2 separate regions of the Mus musculus genome follow, and region 2 is linked to region 1. Evidence: chromatin contacts called from public Hi-C data. All regions are on one chromosome and are shown on one strand. The core of a region is the stretch at or near the end of the contact, and the rest is flanking DNA. Distances in the headings are between cores, read along the strand shown.

Region 1 (5,153 bases), core at 1,136-3,635:
CGATAGGGTGAGCAGGTGGGACTATTGGAGGAAGGCAATGTTCAATTGCAAGAGGACATTGGTTTTCCATAGAGAGATATACACGTTGTATGCAGCTAGCGTTAACCTCAGGCCCTTTGAGATGTCTTCCTCCTTGTGCGCAGATCACCTGACACCAAGCAGCTTTGTACACAGGAGGTACCATGACAAGTTCTTCCAGGAGATTTTAACCATCCCTAGCGTTAACACTAGATTTTGTGCGTATTGGCTATTTCCAAATCCAATTTTTTTTTTTTTGGTTTTTTTTTTTTTTTTTTTTTTTTTTTTTTTTGGTTTTTCGAGACAGGGTTTCTCTGTATAGCCCTGGCTGTCCTGGAACTCACTTTGTAGACCAGGCTGGCCTCGAACTCAGAAATCCGCCTGCCTCTGCCTCCCAAGTGCTGGGATTAAAGGCGTGCACAACCACACCCGGCCCAATAGTTTTACCTGGAGTGTTTGCAGTTGATTTTTGGCGTAAGCATTGTTTACCAGGAGTGATTAATGACTGAAGTGGGAGTATAAAGAGCCTATCGACGAGTGGCTATGACTGTGGAGGGTGGGCGGGCATGGCTAATGGCAGGGAGATGACAATGTTGACAATGCAGTGTGTGTAAGACGGGCTGCTTCTGAGAAAACGTGTTTATCAATCTGGTTCTTCTCTACAGCTAATCACTTGGATTCTCTCTGTTTAGGAAAAGAAATGAGTCACTCTTCTAAATCGAAATGATAAACATAACATTTCAATTTACGCTTGGATGTTTTCTGCTACTATCTACTCTGGTTAGAACAGCAACTCCTTTCCTCCCCCCCCTCCCCACCCCCCACCCCCCGAATTAAAAAGAGAAGAAAGAAACTTAAGGCAGTATATATTTGGGTACTGGGAGACAAGATTTTAGACATGCTTAAAATCAAGAGTTTTGGAGAGCTGGAAAGTTATCTGGTGTCTGCCAGTCAGAACTGTCCTCATTGGAATTGTCCTTACTGGAAAAGGGAAGAGAAATGGTGAGAGTCTGGTTCTGCCACCAAAGAGCACCTGAAGTCTATTACCTTCAAAGAATTTTAAAATGTGGTTATGGAAGCTTCCCAGAAGCAAACGATTTTGTTTTCCCTTTGGAAGAACTCAAAAGAGTTAATTCATTCTTGGAACGTGTTTATTCCAAAACAAACGTTATTGAAAACATATGCACGAGCCATTCCAAAAGAAACTGGTCTCAGAAACCTGGATGCTTAACCTGGGGGTCAGAGTACCCCACAAGAACCAGAAAGATGAGGAGAGCCCACGCTAGCTCAGAGAGCAGAGACTGCCCTGCATGAGAAAAGAACATAAGAACTTAAGAGTACTAGACAAGGGTTGGAGACTTCACACCCCTCCTGAGTCCCAGGCCAAGAAGTGCTTAGGCAGAAGGTAGAAGCCATCTAGTCAACCAGTTTCTAGCAAGAAAAGGGAATAGAGGGGCCAGGGATCCCGCCCTCCTATCCGGTTGTTGATCTGGGGCAGTGATCCTCTGGCAGACTTGTTTAAGTAACATAAGTGTGCAAAAGTTCACAATTCCGAAGTTGAAGCCCATCCTCGCAGTTCCCCACTCCCACCACCACCACCACCCATCCCTAAGTGTGCAAGCACGTCCCAGAAACTCGCAACTCGCAAGTACTTGTTACTCACCGTGGGCCGGGGAGCCCAGCCGGCCGCCGCCCGCCTCGACCGGGCACTGCTGCTCCGCGGGCCCGGGAGCGAGGGCTTCACCCGCGCAGGACATGGGCCACGCTCCGAGCCAGAGCCGTCCCCGCGGGGTGCACGGACCCCAGCTGCTTAGGTGCTGGGTGCAGGAAACGGCCTGCCTCTGGCGGGAAAAGCAAAAGGGACAGCAGGATCAACTGTTTTTAGAGCACAGCACGCCGCAATGCCTGGGCCATTCCCTCCCCCTCCGCGTCCCTCCTCCAACTCCACCCCAGGGAAGTTAGGATTTGAAAGCAGCCTGGGGGGACGCTGCGAACGGGACGCGCGCGCTGGGAGGGGACGCGCGGGGACTCGGCGGCAGAGCGACCTAAGGGACCTCCACCTACCTTGGCATCCCCCCCGTGGGCTGTTCCGGGTCCCTTCCTCCCGCCACCGGTAGTCAGCGAGGCTCTGGCCGCGGCCCCATCACGCCCTGGCAGCCTGACCACGTCCCTCCGGCCCCGGGAGTGGCAGCGACAGTGGCAGCCGCCCGCGCTGACTCCGCGCACTCCGTCCCTTCCCTCCGGGCAGCCCCTCTCCTCCGGGAAGGACTTTAGGATCCACTTGTGCGTCTCTTTCACCCTCGCGCTGCCACTCCTACACTCTTCAAACACTTCTCTCTCTGTGGCTCCCTTTCATCATATCCGGATTGGGGTGGCCTCGAACTCTTGGCAGACAGCCCCGAGGTTGGGGGCGGCGCGACCTAGGTTTGGCCCTGAGCTCCCTTGCGAGGGAGCTGTCTGGGTCAGGAGGCCAGAGCTGGACAGGCCAGATGCAGGCTCCCTAGCCCAGGCCCACCAAGGTTAGGGAAAACAGGGAGGGAGCTAACCTTGGCAGCTCAAACATCTTCAACCTTTCTGGGAAAGTCCCCCTCAAACCACTTTCAATCCTGCCCTTCGATAGACTATTAAATAATCTTGAGGAATGCCCCAGGGAAGCGACCTTTGAAAACAGGGAAGGGTGTGTGTGTGTGTGTGTGTGTGTGTGTGTGTGTGTGTGTGTGTGTGTGATGAATGTACATGTGTGTTCAAACACACACACTGACTTTCCTGGTACTATGAAGACATAAATGTGTATTTAAAACCTTGTTCACAGGTCCCAAGTACTTGTCTAATCTCTTCATCTTTTTCTTTTTTATTACTTTACTTCTGTCAGACAGGATTCCTGATCTGGTTAAACCAGTTGCACAGAGCCACCCAGGAGTGCAAGGTGAACATTCTTGAGCACATCTGTCCTACCCCAGGCTGAGTGCCTCTCTGACCGTGTGACGTCTGCGGGAAGCTAAACTGTGCTCAGACGTAAAAGGTTCATTGTCGGTGGCTTTTTAAATGAAATGTTCTGACTGTGGCAGACTCTAAAGGGCCAAGAGCAAGTGTAACGGGCTGTTAAGAACTTTTATACATCTGGTTAATTTTTGTTCTTTGTTTGAGTGAAATGCAGAGTTCAGTGGAGGTGCATATCAAAACTGAAGAAACTTAATGGTTTCTCCTTCTCACTCACCCCCATCATTACTAATAATACATCAGGAATGTTTATCTTCAAAAAGTGACCATTCAAGTTCTTTTCAACTGACGGAAAAGGTCTATTTCTTACCTCTAAAGAAACAAGAACTTGATTTCAACTACTCCGAGAAATCAATCTTCAAAGGTTCTGAAGGCAGGTATTTGGATTCCATAGAAAATGGCATTTTTCTCGGTGACCTATAGCTAATAGATATGGCCCCGTTTTTAAATAAAATTTGTAGATTCATAGATGACATTGTAAAAAGTGCCTTAAGTCTCTTAAGAACGTGTCAAGAGTCTGGACTACATAGAACCTACTGTTGTGATCATAAAAAGAGAAAGAGCTATAAAGATATGTTCTAGCTGGTGGGGTGTGGGGAAGGGGGTGTCTTGGTGGGGCCCATGTCAAGCCATCCCTTCTTCCTGAGGGACCAGTCACAGGACTGTATAGTATAGAATAGAGTTTATTCAGGGCAGGGGGAGGGGAGTTAAGAGAATAGTAGAGGCAGAGAAAGGCAGAGAGAAGGAGAGAGTAGAGAAGTAGAGACCACATGGAGAGAGAGGGGAAAGGAATGGGGGTGGGGGAGCAAGGGAGCAATGAGCAAGAGAGGCAAGAGCACAAGAGAGGGAGGAGGAGACAATCAGCCCCTTTTATAGTGGGTCAGGCCTACCTGGCTAATGCCAGGTAACTGTGGGGGTGGAGTCCAGACAGAATACCAACACCTACCTCTTGGGACCAGGTCAGTTGTGGGGAAGGCTTGTCAGCATTAAAGAACACACAGGAAACTTGTGCTCTACAAAGCACAGCCTTTGCTTACAAGAGTCAGTGAGAAAGTTCTGCAAAGTTCTTCTTTGTCCCCTTACTGTTTATCTCCTTGTTCAGTTTGTTCATTCTGTCACAAGCACATGGTACCCTTGTGGAGGTCAGAGGATGGCCTCCAGTCCTTACCTTTCACCTTGTTTGAACAGGGTGCCCTTATTGTCCCTAGCTACACACACCAGGATAGCATGCAGACTTCTGAATTTACAGCTATTTACATGTCTCTAACACCCATCTCCCTGTAGGAACACCAGAATTATAAGGCTACACTTCTATCTCTCCCAACACACCTTCTCAGGCTTGCACACAAGCCATTCTCCCACAGAGCCATCTCCCCCAATAAATGTTTTTTCATCGAATTGCACACCATATTTCACTTTTACACATGACATAAGATACCTAACTTTTCTGATAAGATGAGCATAAAACATCCTCTTTCACTATGGTATGAATGTTGGACAGCCAGCCAGTTTCCCAAATGGGTGGAGTTCTGCAGGAGTGAGGGGTGGAGAGTGAGGTCAGGGAACTGGGATAAAGGAGAGAGACCTTCTCTGAGAATCTTAGTGTTACAGATCATTTGGGCAAAGGCCTTCTCTGAGTATCTTCAATGAAACAGCTCTTTTGCCAATCTTAGCTTGGGTGAATACCTCTATTGGGGTGGACCAAGGGTATATATGAACTTTGGAGAGTGGTAAGGCACTTTCCTGGTAAGTGAAAATCATTGGCTAAAGTTTTAAAGTTCTGTGAATAGCTCATTTCCATGGAGAGACATTCCAGGAATCCCCAGGTACTTGCTCGGTGGATTCTTATTGGGAAAAGAGCAAGAGGAAAAGAGGAAACTGAACTTGTAGGTCTGCCAAGGACTACTGGACGTTCCTTCCCCTAGGTAGAAGTTGTGGGGAATCAGGCTTCCCAGACAAGGTCAGAGAATTGGGAGTCCTCCATTTTGTGCTGAGCTCAGAGAAGCTATCTGGTCATAGTAGATAGACTTCAGCCTTAAACAGCAGGGTTTCTCCATATTCCACTGTTCCTTGGATTAAGTATAAGCGTCTTGCTCTAGCAAGGGAAGGAATAAAATTCAAGTAAAAATATTAGG
Region 2 (5,857 bases), core at 3,097-5,596, 170 kb before region 1:
TAAATGTCAAAATTGATGGGGGGAACGGTCCCTTTCAGTTAAAGGAGTGATACTGGGTGTGTTTTTTCAGAGTGTCTGCTTCCTGGAGGCTGTTGAACTGCTTGACCAGATGTGCCAGCATCAGGCCTCCTCACTCGGCTGAGTGGCAGCTGGAGAACCAGATTCAGATTCCCTCCAGTCTAACGACAGGGAACAAATGATGCTTTGACAATAAGCACACCCCACATCTGAGTCTAAGATTTTAGAGTGAGTGGTCCAGGCCCTCTAAGCCTATAATATAGTTCTATGAGCATGTGTTTTCACTTTGTGCAACCCATTGAATGTGCCACTCTCAAAACTAACTCTAAAATCTAAATCCTTCCTTTTAAAAATGCAATTGTCAACATAACATGAATTGGCACTTTTCACATAAAAAAGTGCTCTTGTTTTAATAATTTCATCCTGGCATGGAGGGATGAGCACTGGATTTGGGGTGCTTAAGTGATAATGCCTTCCAATTTTTTTTTTCTCCTCAGACCTTCCATCTATTTTATGTTGCTCTAGCTATACCCAACTCTTATTTTTATTATCTCATCCTTGGCTTTCCTACAAAAGATCAATGTTTCCCACTACAATCTACACACTCATACCCGATATTATGAATTCCCTTTTCTATCATGTACTTACAGACCATGCCTCAGAATTTTTATTAGATATTTTCTTTATTTACATTTCAAATGTTATCCCGTTTCCTAGTTTCTTCCCCCCAAATCCTCTATTCCTTCCACCCTCCCCCTGCTCCACAACCCACCCACTCCTGGTTCCTGGCCATAGCATTCCCCTATACTGGGGCATAGAATCTTCACACGACCAAGTAAGGGCCTCTCCTCCCATTGATGACTGACGAGGCATCCTCTGCTACATATGCAGCTAGAGACACGAGTCCGACAATGTGTTTTCTTTGGTTGGTGGTTTAGTCCCAGGAAGCTCTGCGGGTACTGGTTAGTTCATATTGTTGTTCCTCCTATAGGACTGCAAACCCTTTCAGCTCCTTGGGTACTTTTTCTAGTGCCTTCATTGGGGACCCTGTGCTCCATCCGAGTATTGTGTATGCCTGGCATTCTCTATGGCTCTTCCACTCATAGCCTTTTCCCTTCATTTCTTCTTTATAAGACCTTCTCTAACCATGCATTGAAAAATGTTGTCTGCTTATAGTATCCTATCTTGCCCTTTACTTTTTTCTAACCTCTTAAAACAATCTACCCTGCTGAATGTTTTTACTTTTCTTGAATTTTTGTCAGAAAGTCCTTTTAAATGAATGAGTACATTTGCATATGGAATTTTAGGCAAATTAGAAGGGTTTTAGTATAGGTAAAATGGCAGTAGTTCCAATTTTACCTGACAGCAGGTTGCTGTGACCATTAAGTAGATAATACAGTATACGTAAATGACTTTGCCTGGTATGACATTCTTGCCACATACTCATAAATGCTTCCCTTCTCAATCTGTAAACTTGAAATGGTAATTCTAGTTACCCGCAGTGAGTGTTTCGTGGGCATCAAAGATAAGTTGGAAATATTCACTGAGTTGAGAGGAGGCAAGGACTTAGAAGATGTAATTAAGCTAAAGATCTTGAAATAAGATTATACTGGACTATCTGGGTAGGTTCTAAATTGAATGACAACTCTCCATTTAAGACTTATGTGCTCCTAGCACTCGGAAGGCAGAGGCAGGTGGACTTCTGAGTTCAAGGCCAGCCTGGTCTACAAAGTGAGTTCCAGGACAGCCAGGGCTACACAGAGAAACCCTGTCTCAAAAACCAAAAAAAAAAAAAAAAAAAAAAAAAAAAAAGACTTATGTGTTAACTGTATATGAGATGAATCCCCAGGGACATTGCCTTCAGTCTCTGCTCCACACTTTATCTCCATATTTGCTCCTGAGATTATTTTGTTCTCCTTCTAAGAAGGACCGAAGCACCCACACTCTGGTATTCCTTCTTATTGAGCTTCATGTGGTCTGTGAATTGTATCCTGGTTATTTGGGGCTTTGGGGTGAATATACTATCAGTGAGTGCATATCATGTGTGTTCTTTTTTGATTGGGTTAACTCACTCAGGATGATCCATTTGTTCTATCCAACTCACTGGTTCTATCCATTTGCCTAAGAATTTCATGAATTCATCATTTTTAATAGCTGAGTAGTACTCCATTGTGTAAATGTACCACATTTTCTGTATTCATTCCTCCGTTGAAGGACATCTGGTGGGTGGGTAGAGGAACACCCTCATAGGAGCAGGGGGAGGGAGGATGTCATAGGGTGTTTCCAAGAGGGAGGGAAACCGGGAAAGGGGATAACGTTTGAAATGTAAATAAAGAATATATCTAATAAAAAAAGAAAAAGAAAAAGAAAAAAAAGTTGACACAGAAAATCAGCAAGTACAGTATCTTTCTAGAAATTTACTCATTTGATTTTAATTCTCGCAACTGTTTGCATTATTATCAATTTGACTTATAAAAAGCATTTAATAATGAATTCACTTTCAATTCTGAATTTAATAAAATTTATTGACATTTTATAAAAAAATAAAAAAAATTACTTACTTGGGATAAAACTACAGGGGGCAGGAGTCACCAAAGTGACAGGAACAGTCAGGGTGAGGTAGCTCCACCTTAATAATACTAGGAATTACCAAAGACAGAGATTCAAAGACAAAATACTCTCTCAAAGCCAGAAGTACCACATGCCTGGCTGGATTTGGATATTTTAGATTCAGGAGGTATGGCATCATAAATTTTCATTGTTTTAAGTTTCCAGGGACATGATAATTTGTTATGGAGGTCTTTGTTCTTACAGCTTTAAGAATCTAATACATTATCTAGTGGAATCACTGTGAAAGCAGAAGAAAGTGATATGTGTTCCACTCCTAGTGACAGCATATAATGAATAAATAAGCAATCGTCATTGTTGTGAATGTTACCAACCAAATTCTAACTTGGTTTCAATATGGAGTCACTAAAGGAATCCCATGAAAGAGGAGGCAGGAAGAGTGCAAGAGCCAGATGGGATGGAAGACACCAGGGGAACAAGGCCCTCTAAGTTAACTGAGCAAGGCTCACATGAACTCAGAGAAGGTAAAGCAGAGAGAACATATATGTATGTGTATGTAGACTCTCTTGGGGCTCTTTTCCTTCTGTTGGTTTCCCTTCTCTAACTTCACCATGATGCCTTTTGTTCTATCGCTTGTTTTCCCTCTTTGTAGCCTGTTACTTTCTAATGAGAAAAGGGAGGAGAATGGATCTCAATGCGAGAGGAAATGAGAGGAGCTGGGAGGAGGAGGGGGCGGGGAAACTGTAATCAGGATATATTGTATGAGAAAAGAATCCATTTTTAACCAAAGGGAAAGCATTTTTAAATTTTTACTTTAAAAATACATGGAGTCACAAGTTCTGCAATTTGGTTTAACATCGTGAAATACAGCAAACTTGCAGGGCTAAGTTTTCCTTCTAAACATTAAGCGAACTTGTTTTACTTTCAGGGTTATACAGTAATGTCTGTAGGAACTTTATTGCCCTGTTGCCAATTTTAATGTATTTGTGGTTCTAGGCCCCAAGATTCCAGAGCAAAATGAGTGTGTTGTCCTCTAATGTTGCAAAGTATTAATGCCAGCCTGAAAGTGCAATAAGCTCATTGTTTGTTTTTTCCAAACTGGTTTAAATTCCCACAATAGCTCTATGAATTTAGCTGAACACCTATAGTAATATTTTAGAGGTATTACATATAAACCTTGACTCCTACAATATCTTCGAATGATATGATTAAACGAGGAATCTTTTCCATTATCAGTCTGTGACACAGCAGAATAAATAACTTTCTAAGGCACTTTTCTAGTCACAAACTGGTCATGGCTGTGCTCAGCAATGTTCTGTGAGCTATTCAGGTTACCCTCAGATGACCATTTTGCCCTGTCAGCTCAGGATGGTGGCCTGGTATTTTAGGGAAGCACCCAATTAATTGGTTAAAAAAGAACAAAGGGACTCTCAGCCTGACAGTTGAGCCACAGAGCTGGAACTACAGGTGCACACCTATGGAAAAGTGCTATGCCAGGCATCTTCTTCACCTTGGAGTCAGGAGGCATTGCCGTGAGCTTGCTCTCCATCCAATAAAGCCATTTGGGGGAAAGTGGGAAAGGAGGGAAGCCGAGAGTAAATCAGTGACCTCCAGATTCTCAGGAGGCCAGGATTACGGTAAGAGAAAAAAATCAATCAGGGAATTGCTTTATTTCTATTTCCTTGTTAGAAAAGGACCACACAGAGTGAGCATCTAGGTAATACAGTACAACTGTGAAAACAAGATGTTGGCAGGACAGAGAGGTGTGAGCAGGAAGGTGAGGAGGGCATATTTGGAAGTAGTCCACCTCATTTTTCCTGGGAATAGTTGGTGAGCCAGTAACATAAATCAAGAAAACGCTTCAAAACATTCATTATCTTTGAGGATCATTTATTATGTATGTCTGAGGCCAGCTTGGTACGGCATGAAAGAAGAAGTCGGTGTGTAGCTGGTGTGCTTGAACTACTGAGAAATGAAAGAACATGTTGACTCCTTTTTTTCAAAAAAAAAAATGTTTAGCCGCTATTGAGCAATATATTTCAAAATCCATTTTGAATAAATAAAATTCCAGAAGGCTTTTGTTCTTCCTAAAATGTTCTAAAACCAAAGAGTGGTAGAATATAATTTTTGAGTAGGTTGCTTAACTTTATTTAGAAAGCAAAACTTATTTCTTTTTCCTGATTAAAATAGTAGTTAGTTCTCTAACTCATTTCTTTTATATCTGTATAAATAGAAGATACTTCAGCCGGATGTTAAATTGGTAAAGAAAGAATTTATCTTTATCGGGTTTTCTGTTAATGTTTCACAGTTCTCTACAAAGGTCAATGGAAGTCCTGCTGGTGGGTGTCTGTGTAAGCATCATAGGTGAAACTCTCCCCTTAATGCAATAAACAAAAACAAAACGCCAGGCTTCAGATGCAAGTCTTGTCTATTGTATCAGGTAAACATTAGCTTTGGAAGAACAGATGGAATGTTCCTGACAAGTTTGGCAAGGTGAGTGGAAACTGTTACTCATGCTCTTTTTTTTTTTTTTTTTCCCTGAACAAGTGATAATTTGCGACAGGCTAAATTAGTGTTGGAAAAACAAGTTATGATAGATTGTACGCAAACATTTAATGAACTACCACAGAGACTCAGAAACTGTAAGGCACTGAGAACCATTGTCCCAAAATATATGGTAATGATCACACTGAAAGCCTCACACTGCTCAAAAACGTACAGATCATTATCTCTAAAGTTATATTTCTGACTTATTTTTGCACGTGTAAAAAATATGTCCAAAGACTGTAATTTTCTTTCTATAATAAATATACATGGATTAACAGTATTTGGTTTTTACAAACATTGGTTAACAGTTTTAAGTCAAGAGACACATTTTAAGATGGCAAAACATGTCAACTTGTTGAGCAGCAGGTGTGGGCAATGTCAGCTTATGCATGTGCTATGTCTGGCCTTAGGCTAGACAGAGATAGTGAGAAATGGCATGGGTATTAGACTTAAAATTTTACACATTTCATTAATACATCAAAAAAAATCCCACACAATAAATAGGAATGCATACATATGCATGCTTTATAGTTCAAAGAGGGAAAAATAGAGATGATGTCAGAGATGGTAAGGTCAGACTGACTGGAAAGCTTAGGGTCCTGCTGTGTCTGAGATTTTCCAAGGAGTAGAGAATATCAGTTTCTTCAAGTGTGTGTGTTTGGGGGTGGGGGTGACAGAGACAGAGAGACAGAGAGACAGAGAGACAAAAAAAAGAGATAGGGTC

The links. Hi-C and Micro-C count contacts between places; a contact is called where the count stands out from the background.
Region 2: a Hi-C map of liver shows a contact between it and region 1, with 1.6 times the contacts expected there. The contact joins the enhancer-like site here to the promoter of Mdfic in region 1. A contact is called at or near these places in 1 of 39 promoter capture datasets (liver), 5 of 484 Hi-C or Micro-C datasets (liver and uterus), 1 of 115 datasets of contacts at active chromatin or transcription factors (bone marrow-derived macrophages) and 1 of 9 other capture datasets (pancreatic islet).

Annotation. Positions count from the first base shown.
Region 1 is chr6:15,717,893-15,723,045 of GRCm38.p6, reverse strand. Mdfic (MyoD family inhibitor domain containing) reads right to left here and starts at 2,385. Exons shown (of 5, transcript NM_175088.5): 1 at 2,083-2,385; 2 at 1,682-1,859. The coding sequence starts at 1,775.
Region 2 is chr6:15,892,435-15,898,291 of GRCm38.p6, reverse strand. No RefSeq gene overlaps it. Among named protein-coding and RNA genes, the nearest start is that of Mdfic, 170 kb to the right of the region's middle. Within about 2 kb of position 4,346, at least 4 of the 459 cell types and tissues checked have an H3K27ac peak or open chromatin away from gene starts, as enhancers often do. A contact at or near this core is called in liver, where this site is marked.